Regions from separate parts of the Sus scrofa genome. Here region 2 is linked to region 1. Evidence: chromatin contacts called from public Hi-C data. All regions are on one chromosome and are shown on one strand. The core of a region is the stretch at or near the end of the contact, and the rest is flanking DNA. Distances in the headings are between cores, read along the strand shown.

What was found. A called contact is a pair of places that touch in the nucleus more often than the background predicts.
Region 2: a contact with region 1 is called in a Hi-C map of liver, with 2.3 times the contacts expected there. A contact is called at or near these places in 1 of 5 promoter capture datasets (liver), 9 of 47 Hi-C or Micro-C datasets (embryonic fibroblasts, fetal skeletal muscle, liver and 2 more) and 1 of 2 datasets of targeted methods (skeletal muscle).

The regions. Positions count from the first base shown.
Region 1 is chr3:28,843,280-28,849,235 of Sscrofa11.1, forward strand. No RefSeq gene overlaps it. Among named protein-coding and RNA genes, the nearest start is that of MIR365-1, 62 kb to the right of the region's middle.
Region 2 is chr3:28,912,020-28,918,594 of Sscrofa11.1, forward strand. No RefSeq gene overlaps it. Among named protein-coding and RNA genes, the nearest start is that of MIR365-1, 7.1 kb to the left of the region's middle.

The DNA of each region.
Region 1 (5,956 bases), core at 1,397-3,896:
CACCGAAAATCTAATAACATTCATATTTATCCTTTGCTTTATCCTACAATAAGTATAGCATATTTCCAAAATTGTAATAGCAATGACTTCTAAAATAAACCTACAGGAGATGGAAAGATTAATGGGGAGAGGGGAACGAGGAATGACTGCTTAATGGTTTGGGGATTTTATTGGAGGGGAGAAATGAAAATGTTTTAGAACTAGATAACAGCAATGGTTGCATACCATTGTGAATGTACTAAATGCCGTTGACTTGTAAGCTTTCAATGGGTTAGTTTTATGTTTTGTGAATTTCACTTCAATTTTTAAAAAACCCATGGGTGCTGTTTAAGATTCCTTCACATTTCTTTTTGTCCTTAGAATGTATCACTCTGAGGAAGTGCAGTCCGATCACTGTGTTCAAAAGTTCTGAGAAATACTCTTCTCAGTGTGGTTATCAATCTGATAGACACTTGGGTTCACTTGTTTCTGTTTTGGATTCATATTGGGGGGTTGCTTTCTTTTCCTCTTATCTCATTTACAGAGAATAAAACAACACACAAATAAAATGAGGTCAGGGATGCCACTCACATCCCTCCCCGCTCTACTCCAATCCCAACCAGCTTCCTTTGCGTGACCATTTTCACCAGTTTCTGTTCATTTTCCTTTCTTTTTGCAAAAATAAATATAACAGGGAATTCCCACTGTGGCGTGGTGAGTTAAGAACCTAACTGCAGCAACTTGGGTCACTGTGGAGGTGAGAGTTCAATTCCTGCCTGAGAACTTTTATATGCTGTGGGTACAGGCATAAAAAATACAAACAAAAAAAAAAACCCAAAAAAGGTAGATATAGATATTCTTATTTCTTCTTGTCTAATACAAAAGCGTGCTATATTCACCATTATAGGCCTTGTTTTTTGTTTTTTCTTTTTTGCTTAAAATATAAACAACAAGGAGTTCCTACCATGGCTCAGTGGTAACAAACCTGACTAGTATCCATGAGGATGCAGGATCGATCCCTGGCCTCGCTCGATAGGTTAAGGATCTGGTGTGGCCATGAGCTGTGGTGTAGGTCGCAGCTGTAGCTCTGATTGGACCCCTAGCTTTGGAACTTAATATGCCACAAGTGTGGCCCTAAAAAGACAACAAATAAAATAAGCTATAATAGCATTTTTATCAAACATTGTGAATAGTTTTCAGTTTGTAGTTTGCCTTTCACATCTGCATAGAACAAAGATGAGGAAAAGTGTTCCTGCAGGCTGTCAGGGGTGACTGCTGTGGGGGTTGGAGGGAAGTTTTGAAAATTGAATAGAATTTACTCGGGGAAGCAGGGGAGAGGCAGCTGGGAAAAGCCTGTAGCAAACCAAGGAGGCCTCAGAGGACTGGGTCCAGGACCAAGCCCCTAAGGCAGGGGTGGAGATGAGGTTTGAGGTGCTGGGGAGCCACCGAAGGCTCTAGAGCCACTGGGTGGCTGGTGCCTCTGGTTGGTGATGGATCCAGGGCTGGGAGGGGCAGCTTAGAGGGTGGCTTAGAGCGTTTCCTGGGACCCTCTCTGGGCTCTTAGATTCAGAGCTGAGGGCAATTCTGGTGGCTCCCGAGACCTCTCCCTCCCCTGCTGCCCTCTCTCTGCCCCCGGGGTGACTCCACCCTGTACCCTTAGGTCCTCCCCCTCCCATCCTCCACCCAGGGCCTCCCTGTTCCTCTGGAAAGATCTAGGCCCCAGTAAAAGCATGTACCCATTTGTGGGGACGTGATCTTCGAGCCCACGCCTCCTTCTCACCCCTTGGCCACAGCCTCGGTGTGTGTCCTGGGGTTCACGGGATCATCTCAGTGCGCTGGGGGCCCTTGAGGAGCTGGGGGAGCAGCCGAGAACAGCCATCCAATCCCAGAGCACCTCTTCCAAAGCCCAGGAGGCTCTCTGGACCCTGGGGAGAGGGAGAGCAGAGAGAAGACAGCCTCGGGCCTCTGAGCGGAGTGGCCCAGAGCAGATGTCAAAACGACTTCCCCCACCACCCCTTTATCTCGGCAGAGAAGAAGGACCCTGGGCTCCTCAAAGGATCGGGGTCAGGTGGGGGCCAGGGGTCCGCATAGAGCTCACCATAGTCAAGCAAGAGATGTGCCCTGTTCCTGTGCCCCTGCCTCCCCCTGCCCAGGCTAAGTGCCCGCCCCGCCACACCCTTCCTTTGGGTCAGCGGGTGCCAGGAAGCCCTGAGTGACCTTATCTGTGGGGACACAGTTGGACCCAGTGGGCCTGAAGATCCTTCGATGTCCAAACTGAGATTCTTTCCTGTTTTAAACAGTCGTATTCAAATATAGATCACGCACCATACGTTTCAGCCATTGGCAGGTGCCATCCAGGGAGTTTTAGTGTGTTTACAGACAGGTGCAACCATCCCTAGTGTCAATTTTAGAACGTTTTCAACCTCTCAGAAAGAAACCTGGTACCCATTAGCTCTCCGCCCTCCCCTCCGCCCTCTCTGGAGCTCCAGACCCCACCATCTGCTTTCTGTTTCTTGCATGTCCCGAGTTGGACTTTGATATGAATGAAATCATGGACTACGTGACCTTTTGTTTCTGGCTGCGTTTCGCGTTTTCAAGGTTCGTCCGTGTCCTGGCCCGTGTCGGGACTTTTGATGGTGGATGATCCTCCATCGTCTGGACACATTCCATTTGGCTCGTTCAGTCGTTGATGGACATCTGGGTGGTTTCCGCTCTTCGGCTCCCGTGAATGGCGCTGCTACAAACATGTGTATGAGTTTTTGCGTTGGGGCTAAGTCGTCCGTTCTCTTAGGTACGTACGCAAGAGGGCAACTGCTGGGTCACAGGGTCACGCTGTGTCCCGCTGTGGGAGGAACCACCTGACTGTTCCACAGCAGCTGTGCCGCTTTCCAGGAGGGTTCTGATCCGCTTCTCCATCCTTCCTCCTCTGTTCGAGGTTCTGGGGTGCAAAGGACAAGCTCTCCAGTCTAATGGGCTGCACAGTCCTGTTGGTCTCTTCCCACCTGTCCAGCCCCGCCTTCGATGTGAGAGCTTGCTCAGGAGGAGGTCACAGCAAACAGAGGATGACGCTCTCAGAACGTTCTGTGTCCTCTGCTCTAACTCCTGCCAGAGTCCCCGATGCGGGCACTGGCACACGATGGCCAGTTCTGGGATAAGGAAGCTGAGGCTCTGAGAGGTGATGAAACTGGCTGGGTATGAAACAGCTACCTAGTGACCAAGCTGGGATTTGAACCAGGCTGTCCGAGCCCAGAGCCTGTGCTCATAACCACCCGTCTACACTGCCAGTGCCCCCTTGGTCTCGAGCCCTGGTGGGGCATCTCATGGGGAGAGGGCTCCTGTTCTGCCCAGAGAGCCTAGGGCTGGAGTTCCGATGGTGTCCCTGACCCTGGGGGACAGTAGGGGTCGGTAGGGACTGGTCCCAGGTCCATTGTCTCAGTTGGCACCTACGTAAGTTCATGTTGCCCAAGCCTTCTGGCTGGTTCACTCGGAGGCAGGAGAAGGAGCTGATGCCCCAAATAGCAGTGCTCCTTCCCTTGGCCCCCCTGCCTCCTCCCTCCTGGGGTCTGTCCTCAGCTAGATGGCCTGGAGGGGGTACACGTGGGCACAGCCACCCCCCTGGCAGTCCCTGTATCTGCTTTACAGATGAAGAAGGCTGCTTGGGGCCGTCCCACCCTCGGGCAGGGTCTACCCAGGGTTGGGGGGGCCTTCACTTACCTCTCTGGGTCCAGGAGGCCTTCTCGTTAACAGCTTCCTCGAGGTGTACTTAACATTCCCCAAATATTCATTTGTTTGAAGTGCACAATTCTATGAATTTTGGTCAGTTCACAGCTGGGCCATCCTCATCACAATCTCAGTTTACATTTTCATCCCGGAAAGGAAGCCTCTGCCCACTTGCTGCCATTCCCCCGCCGACCCTCAGATCCAGACAGGCACCCAGCTGCTTTGTGCTTCTCTAGGTTTACCTTTTCTGGCTGTTTTATATAAACAGAATCATACTGTATGTGGGGTTTGTCCCCCTTTTTTCTTTTTCCACGACACCCATGGCAGATGGAGTTCCTGGGCCAAAGAGCAGATCCAAGCCACAGTTGCAACCTATGCTGCAGCTGTAGCAGTGCTGAATCCTTCAGCCACTGTGCCAGGCCGGGGATCGAACCTGCATCCTGCCTATAGAGATGCTGCCAACTCCACTGTGCCACAGTGGGAACTCTTTGTACATGGTCTTTTGTGATTGGCTTTTTTCACTTAGCATGCTTTTTTGAGGTTCATCCATATTGTAGCAAGTATCAGAATGCGCTCCTTTTTTTGGAGTTTCCGTCATGGCTCAGTTGTTAATGAATCCAACGAGGAACCATGAGCTTGTGGGTTCAATCCCTGGCCTTGCTCAGGGGGTTAAGGATCCAGCATTGCCATGAGCTGTGGTACAGATCGCAGACATGGCTCAGATCTGGTGTTGTTGTGGCTGTGGTGTAGGTGGGTGGCTATAGCTCCGATTGGACCCCTAGCCTGGGAACCTCCATATGCCACAGGTGCAGCCCTAAAAAGACAAAAAAAAAAAAAAAAAAAAAAGAATCCACTCCTTTTCATGGCTGAGTAATATTCCATTGCGTGGAGTGCCACTGTTGTGTTTATCTATTCATGAGTTGGCGGACATTTGGTTGTTTTTACTTTGGAGCTGCTGTGAATAATGCCACTATAAATATGCCTGCATAAGTCTATGCAAATGCTATGCTTCCACTTCTTTTTCATTTTGCAGATACCCAGGTGTGGAATTGCTGGATCATGTAGTAACTCTGTTTAACTTTCTGAAGAGCTGTTTTCTGGAGCAGCTGCTCTATTTTACAGAAAGTTTCCAGTTCCTTCTACATCTTCACTAATGTCTTTATTGTCTGGCTGCTTGATTCTAGCCATCCCCATGGGCATGAAGGGGCATCTCGTTGTGGTTTTGACTTGCATCTCCTCTCATGGCCAGTGATGCCGAGCATCCTTCTGCGGTCTGGTTGACCTCTTATAAACCTTTTTGGGAGAAATGTTCATTCAGCTATTTTGCTCACTTTTGATTGGGTTGTTTGTTTTCCTCTTATTGAGCTGTCAGAGTTCTTTACATATTCTGGACCCAAGGGCATCGAATGTCTCTGTTTTCAGGGCAGGTCCTGGCGGGGCTCCACAGTGGGTCTCTACCTGGACTACGGAGTAAGTTCTTTTTGGAGCCAGAGTCCAAACTGGCTCAGCTGGAAAGGGCTCAGAAGAAAATATCAGGGCTCAGGGCCTCTGGACCCCAACTGGCTTGGGACTGTAGTCAGAATGGGGGGTGAATAGGGGTCTGTTCTGACGCCTGCCTGAGAGGGGAGATCCTTGCCTCTGACCCCTCACCCCGACTGTCTCCCTTCTTGTGAGGGGGTCTCCATAACCTCAGAGCCTCCAAGCCTGCCCTTGACCCCAGCTCTCACCAGAGGGCCTCAAGGTGGCCTTTGGGGTTCATGCCCTACTACAGAACCCCAGGCTGGGAGCTCTCCAGGGCACCCTTTCCTCATCCTCTCCCCAGCCCACCCCCTAAGCATCAGGAGCCAGTGTGCTTCAAAGATGCCAGTGTGAGCCCAGAGGCAACCAGAGCCCACTTTGGTCACCCACCTCAGGCGTGTCTGTCCCGAGGGGCTGTGGTCTACCTGGCCTTGGGCCTGTGAATAAGTGACTCTTTGCTGGAGAAAATCCCCAAACGAAGGGGCTTTCTGGGTGGCCTGGCTTTGGTTCTGGCACCTCATGTGGGTTGACTGAGAGCAGCAACAAGAGGCAACCTGAATGGAGTACATGGTCCTGTCCCAAAGCCATGGCATTGGAAGCCCCGGGTTCAAGTTCCCTTCCTGCCCCTCTGTGGGTGACATCATTAACTCTGTGCCTCAGTTTCCTTTTCTGAAAAATGGGACAGTGGTGGCTGTGGCCAAAGAGCCAGGGTGTCTGGTTGGCTAAGAGCCAACTGAGA
Region 2 (6,575 bases), core at 2,897-5,396, 70 kb after region 1:
TTAATTCACGTAAAACACCCTATTTGTGGAAGTATCATTAGAGGCTAATTTGGTGAGATATCCTTATTTAGCAAAGCAAATAGGATCTGACAGTCAGCTCTCTGGCGCTACGACCGGGGGTGACAATTCAGCAATTCACAACGTGACAATTTCCCATCCCCAAGCCACGCTGGGATTGTGGACTCCTGAAAATTGTGCTGTTTCATCGCATCCCAACAAAGGGAAAGAACTCTAGAAGTAGAGAACTGTTTTGGCCAAGCCACCCCCCCCACCACCCCATCCTGAGCACAGAGGCCATCGGTGTGTGTAATGTGTCATGTCTATGCAACATGAATCTTCTAGCAGGGGCTTTGTAGTCCAAAGTTTTTCAGGTACAGTTCACTTTTCTGTGTCCTGCTGTAAACACCTGATTGAAATCAGTTTTGCAAATAAATAAACTTGAGGTATGTGGATGTCTATACAGGTTACAACTGAAGGGCGTGTGTGTGTGTGTGTGTGTGTGTGTAAATTAACACAACTTAATAAGGTTAATGTTCTGGGAGGGGCATTTGTACCTCCACCAGCCTTGCCTTTGAGAATTCCCTGATTATCCAGACACATTATCCAGAGTTTCTTATAACATGACTAAGATCGAGGTAGACAAGCATTGCAAAGAAATACTGCGATTCCACGTGAGAGCAAGCAGGCAATCCTAATGTGACTCCGATGCACGCTTTCTGCGGTGTTTGATTTTGGGGGTGTCAAACGGTTTGACACGACCCATGGATGGCTCATTCCCTTCAAATCCTGTCCACTCAAACATCTCATTAAACTACTAGGGGTCGGGGGGGGGGGAGTACTTTCACCTTCTCATACTCTTCTCGGCCTTCCAAAGAAAGGCCCTTGAAAACAGCAGGTTCCCAAACTGCGAACATATACACACACATACAAGAATATCCCCCAAAGGGCCTTGCACTTTCACCAAAAGTGGCAAACCTCCCTCCCCTTTCTCCAACCGACTTTTCAACTGCGGCTAGCTCTGTGCCCCCTCCCTTCAGAGGCTGCTGGGACCTGAATCCCTCGACGTTTAGAATGACCCCAAAAGCGGGACTTTGTGGGCCAGTTGGATAAAACATAAACTCATCTCGCCCTCAAAACCCCGATTCTGGGACCACAGCCTCCAAAACCTCCTTCCTCCAGCAGGGTGTCCAGTCCACCGCTCACAGCCCGGGGCAGGCTGCCTTTGAGGCAGGATTTTGGAGAATCCTGGGTAATTAAAGGAATCATTGCTGGGTTTTCCTGCAAGAATGACAGGGGTGATAGTTCATCTTGTTCAAAAGCCAGGGTTGCAGGGCGGAGAAGGGGAGGCATATCTACCTATCCCATGGGGGTGTCTTTTCCCTCCCTGGCCCCCAGACCCATACTTGGGCCTGAAATCTTCCCCGAGAAGAGGCTGAGCTGCTGAATGTCCAAAATGTCCCTTAGCAAAGCGCAAAAGGAGTACCTGGGGTGCCTCCAGCAGCCCCACACACCCCATCCTGCTAAAGTTTAGTTATTTGTGCTCTTAATTGTCTTATTAAAGTCAAATTTGCTGCTTGCCCAGACTGGGGGAAGTGATTTCCATCTTAATAGCTCAATTAGCCTCCGGGTTCTGGAAAGGCCACCCCCCAACACACACCTTTTCTCCCCACTTTAAACCCCCTCCTTTTTTCACAACTTCTCCTAAAAATAAATTATAAATATGGATGTGTCCTCAGAGGATCTGAGCCGCACATTCCAACGCTCCCCACGGTGGGGCTTGGAAGCAGGAGAAACCAGAAACGCCACTCCCCCGACCCTCAAATCAAAATGCCTTTTCTCTTTTTTCTCCTAACTTTTACCAGAGCAACTTGGTGAGGTCTTGGGCCCTGACACCTCGATCCGCACCCCGGAACCTAGATTTTTTTTTTAACTCCTGTCCAGCAAAATAAAGCCAACGTGCTATGGCCGCCTGCTCCTTGGTGGGAGCGGCTGCCAACTTTACTTCGGGGAGGTGGTAACTCTCTGGGGACTGTGCTCCCGGCTTTCTGGGACGTCCCCCGGGGCTCGGCCCTGGGAGGCTGGCACGGGCCCCCCAGCCCGTGCCAGCGCGGCCCGGGGCGCACGTGGAGTGGCGAGGTGCGGCGGGCGCCGACGGCCGTGCGGGCGGCCTGCTCTCCGCACGGCATTGATATCGGGGTCACGCAGCGAGTCAGTTTCCCGAACGGGCTTTCCGGGGTGGGGGCGGGGTGGCAAGCTTGCAAATCGCCTCGTTAATTTCCCAGCCTGGGCATTAGGGAGGTGGGGGGCTGCCTCACCCCCATCCCACCTCCTCGCCTAACACGCCCCTCTCGGGAGCTAAGGAGGGAGGAGGGGGTGGAGGGAGCCCAGCTCCGCCGCCTCGGGGGGTGGCAGCGGCGGCGGCGGCGGCGGCGGATCCCCTCCCAGACAAGCGTCTAGCGCCGGGTCCCGGGAGAGCCGCGCGCTTCCCCCGCCGCCACCTCCCAGGTCGCGTTGCCACCCACCCCCCCAAGCAGCCGCCCCGCACCCCCTTCTGCCCCGGGGGGCCTGGGCACCCACCTGCCGCGGCTCCTGCCCTGGCCCGGGGGAGGGGTGCCATGCAGGAAAAACGGGGAGACTCACCGCCGCTGCCTCCTCCGGGGGTGCAGGGGGCCCCCCGGGGCTGCGCCTTCCCGGGCTCCCGGGAGGCGTGTGCGGGGCTGGGGGCGCCCCGCGGGCCCTGCCGCCTCCGCCTCGATTAGAGTCCAGCCTCAAATCCTTCACCATGGTGCGTGTCGGGGGGACATTCAGAAAAATATCCCCCCACCTCCCCAGAGCAGATCCAAGTGATGGGCGGGGGGCGTAGAAAAGCCTTTCCTGCCGAGAGCGCGGAGCCGACGGGGCTGCACCCGGCCTCCACGGTCCGCTGCCGCCACAAAGCCGCGCCCCCGCCCCCCCACCCGGCCCGGCCCCCCCTCCCGCTCCCCGCACCCCACGCCCTATGGCCGGCCCGGGGCGGGGGCTGGGTCAGCCCGGGGTTGGTCGCGCTGGGGAGGCGGCGGCGCGGCGGCGGCGGCCCAGGCGGCGGGGCGGCTCCTCCCCGGCCCGGGAGAGAGGGCGAGAGCCTGGAAGCCGAGCGCGCCCGCCTGCCCCGGGTGGGGGCTGGGGCGGGGGCCGGGGGCGGGGGGGGGCCTTCCTAGAAACCCTCGCCAAATATAGTCAGCGGATAGGGGCATTCCTAGAAATGCGGCGGCGACGTCAGCCTGGACCTGTGGGGGCAGAGCCTGGGGTTCTCCAAACTGGGGGGCACGGGGAGAGGGGAGGTTCCCCACCTCCAGTACCCCCGTGGCCCGGAGGAGGGAGCCTAGGCTGGGCCTCCCTCCTGGGGGGCGGGTAGGATTCCTCCAAATGCGCTCCCGGGATTCCTCAGCCAGGGGCGTCTGAATGGGGACACATCTACTTAAAATTCAGACTCGCCCCCCCTCCTCCTTTCGGGAACACTCCGTGCCAGTCGGCGCTTTGAGCCCTTCCTCCGATTTTTCACACTCCCCCGACCCACCGTAGAAGTAGGGGCTGCAGCAACGCTGGCTCCCACACCTGGCCACCTACCCCCTTGGTGGCCCCTTACCACCTCTGGCATCACCGGAGTCCCCTAGAAGCCCCAAGTTTGACATGGGATGGGCGTGTTCTGATCCCAAGAACTCCCCCAAAATACCAACCCACCTTCAGGCCAAAAAATAAAGTTGTGCTTCCCCTTCGCCATTCCAAAGCCCCCCTGTTTCCACTTTCACAGTGCCGGGCTCTGGGAGATAGGCTGGAAATTGGGGAGTGGGGGTGGGGCATGAGCGTACCCTCGCTACCCCCCAAAGATCTGACCCCTGGTGCTGACACCCGCTCCCCTCCCCCTATAAGCCACTCCCCCCTCCCCAAACTACCTAAGGTTCCAACAGTTAGGGTGACGATCCCTCACAACCCAGTGACCTCTCGGAAATCTGCCCCCCACCGCACCCTTTTCCCAGAACCCCCAGATCATCCCAGAAGTGTTGATGAGGATCCCGAAGAGGATCCACATAACTGAGACATGACTAGTCCCCTAGAACCGCCAGGCCTCTTTTCAAGTAAATGTGACTGGACTCAGCCTCCCAGGATCATAAAAAATGTATTTGCTGTCCTCTGTTGGCCAATGGGTGTCACACTCAGAAAGCACATCCCTCAGCCCAGTGGGCGCTTCTGATGCCGTCAGCGGGGGTCCTAGGGACCCCAGCCAGAGGAGATGAGCCACACAGCCCCCTCCTCTCCTTCTGCTCCAGCTGCACTCCCACTTTGCCCCCACGTCCCTGGGAGGGGTGTCCTGGTTTGCAGCCACCAAACTGGACTTAGACCCACTGGCTTTGTGGCTTATGTCTCTTTTCCCTCTTGGGCCCCAATTCCAGAAGTCTGGAGGGCCATGCTCAAGGAGAGGCAAGGAAATCTGTGGTCGGGGGGCCTCTGGGCTCAGTTTGGGCTGGGGGACTGCCCCCCCACCATGGTTTCTCCAATAGCAGCCTAGAGGTGCAAAGGGGGGCTAGGTCAGCCCCCTCTTAAGGCAAAGGACTGATCATTGGATCATTGCTAATCATCAACCCCATTTCCTCTTGAGGACCTACTATGTGCCTAGCACATGGAATTACTTTTTTTTTTGGCTGCGCCATCAGCATGTGGATGTTCCTGGGCCAGGGACTGAACCTGTGCCACAGCAGCAACCTGAGCCCCTTCAGTGACCATGCCAGGGCCTTAACCCACTGCACCACATGGGAACTCCCTGCAATTGCTCTCTTAATGGAACTCAACCCATTACCTTACCTCCGAAGCTTAGAGGTCAGTGGTTCATTGAACTGATGCTTGCTTGCCTCCTGTGTGCCAGGCACAGAGCTGACACTGTGGCCACCGTGGCAAACAGGACAGGTCCTTCCCCTTAAGGAACTCATCATCTCAGAGAGACCCACATTAGCAGGGAATTACCACGCTGCTCTCATGGTCTGGGGCATGAGCTCTAGAGCCCCGCTGCCTGGGGTCAGGGCACCACGAGGCTGCGGCTGGGCGAGGACACCCCACCTGGTCCCACCCTGCTGCCGCCATCAAGGCTTCATCGTCTCCTCTGTCCCCTCTTGTGGGTAGAGCCAAAGGGAATGGGCCTCCTGCCACTTCCCAACAGCTGCAAGTCCCTGGGCCCTGTTGAGCCTCCCTGGCCCCAGTTTCCTCACCTGTAAAGTGGGAGTTATAATCTCTGCCTTAATGGACGTTTAGGGGGATTAAATGAGACACAGTCTATGGAGGAGGTTTTGGCCATCTAAATTTTTTTCTCCTGTATATTCTTTTTCTTATTTTGTGGTTAGAAGTTGCAGTTTTAAGTATGTTGACAGAACATAGCAAAAGCTTCCTAGGAAGTAGAAAAAAAGAACTTAAAAATACTGGGAAAATGGGCTTCCTGAGCATATTTACAGACTTTGGCTTAATACCTACTCCATTGGAAATTAATTATGTGACTTTTATAGGAGCCTTAATATTTCCAATCACTTGGAGTAGGGAGGGGACATTTCAGTGCTTTTCCGTCTATACCCAAGGTGGAAAGTCACTCCGTTTCTGGCTGTAAAACCGACAAACACCAGAAATGGTCAGTCTGACATCCTGTTGACATACTGTTCTGTTCCCTCGTCGAAAGATGTTTCTGTTAAGTGTCCCTTTGCTTCTTTGTCCTCGTTGCTCTGATCTTCCTACAGCTTCAGGTATGTTTCGGATTTCTTCTCTTGTTGCTCTCGTTCTTGGGGGGAGGAAACCAGTTGGCCAAATTCATAGGTAAAGTTAAAAACCAAGAATGGGGCTCTTCTTCGAATGTTGACATCCGACTGAGAAGGGCCTCTGAGCTCGTTCACCAGAAAGTTGGCGGTGCTGGGTGTTATCACCTGGACGGAGGAAAAAAACTGGGCCAGCAAGAGGGGTGGAGTCCAGGCAGGTGTAGCCCATCCGAAGCCGGCCCCTCTGGGGAGCTGGCGGAGCAGCGGCCTGGCTCAGAGTCTTGCAGGAGCTGCCCCTCCACCCACATCTGTGTGTGGAGCCCTGGGATTCTGGAAGCTCCCCTCCTCACCCCCAGGAGCTGGGTGCAAAAGGCAAAAACAGGCTCTGCTGGGACCCACAGGACCCATGGCAGCAAGGCCCTGCCTTTACCTTGAACTTTAAAAGTGCCCTAAAATGCGTCCCTCTGATCCCTTCGAGGCCTGCCCTTGCCCGTCCTGGCTCAGCTTCCCGTGACTCAAGCTAGCGGCGGGCCTGAAATCCAGTGACGCTACGGAAGCATCGCCAGACTCTGGAAAACAGCCCACTCCTCGGCCAGAAGCCCCAGAGGCCCACCCTGGCCTTCTCCCAGGAAGGAGCCCCACCCGCACCCAGGTATCTGGCCCCGGGGAGAGGGCCGAGCCCCCAGGCCAGAACCTGGCAGAAGGAGCCTCCGGGAAAGGCCTGGACTCCTGGCTCCCAGGCCCAGAGAGAGAGAGAGAGAGAGGGAGGGAGAGAGGGAGGGAGAGAGAGAGGGAGAGAGAGAG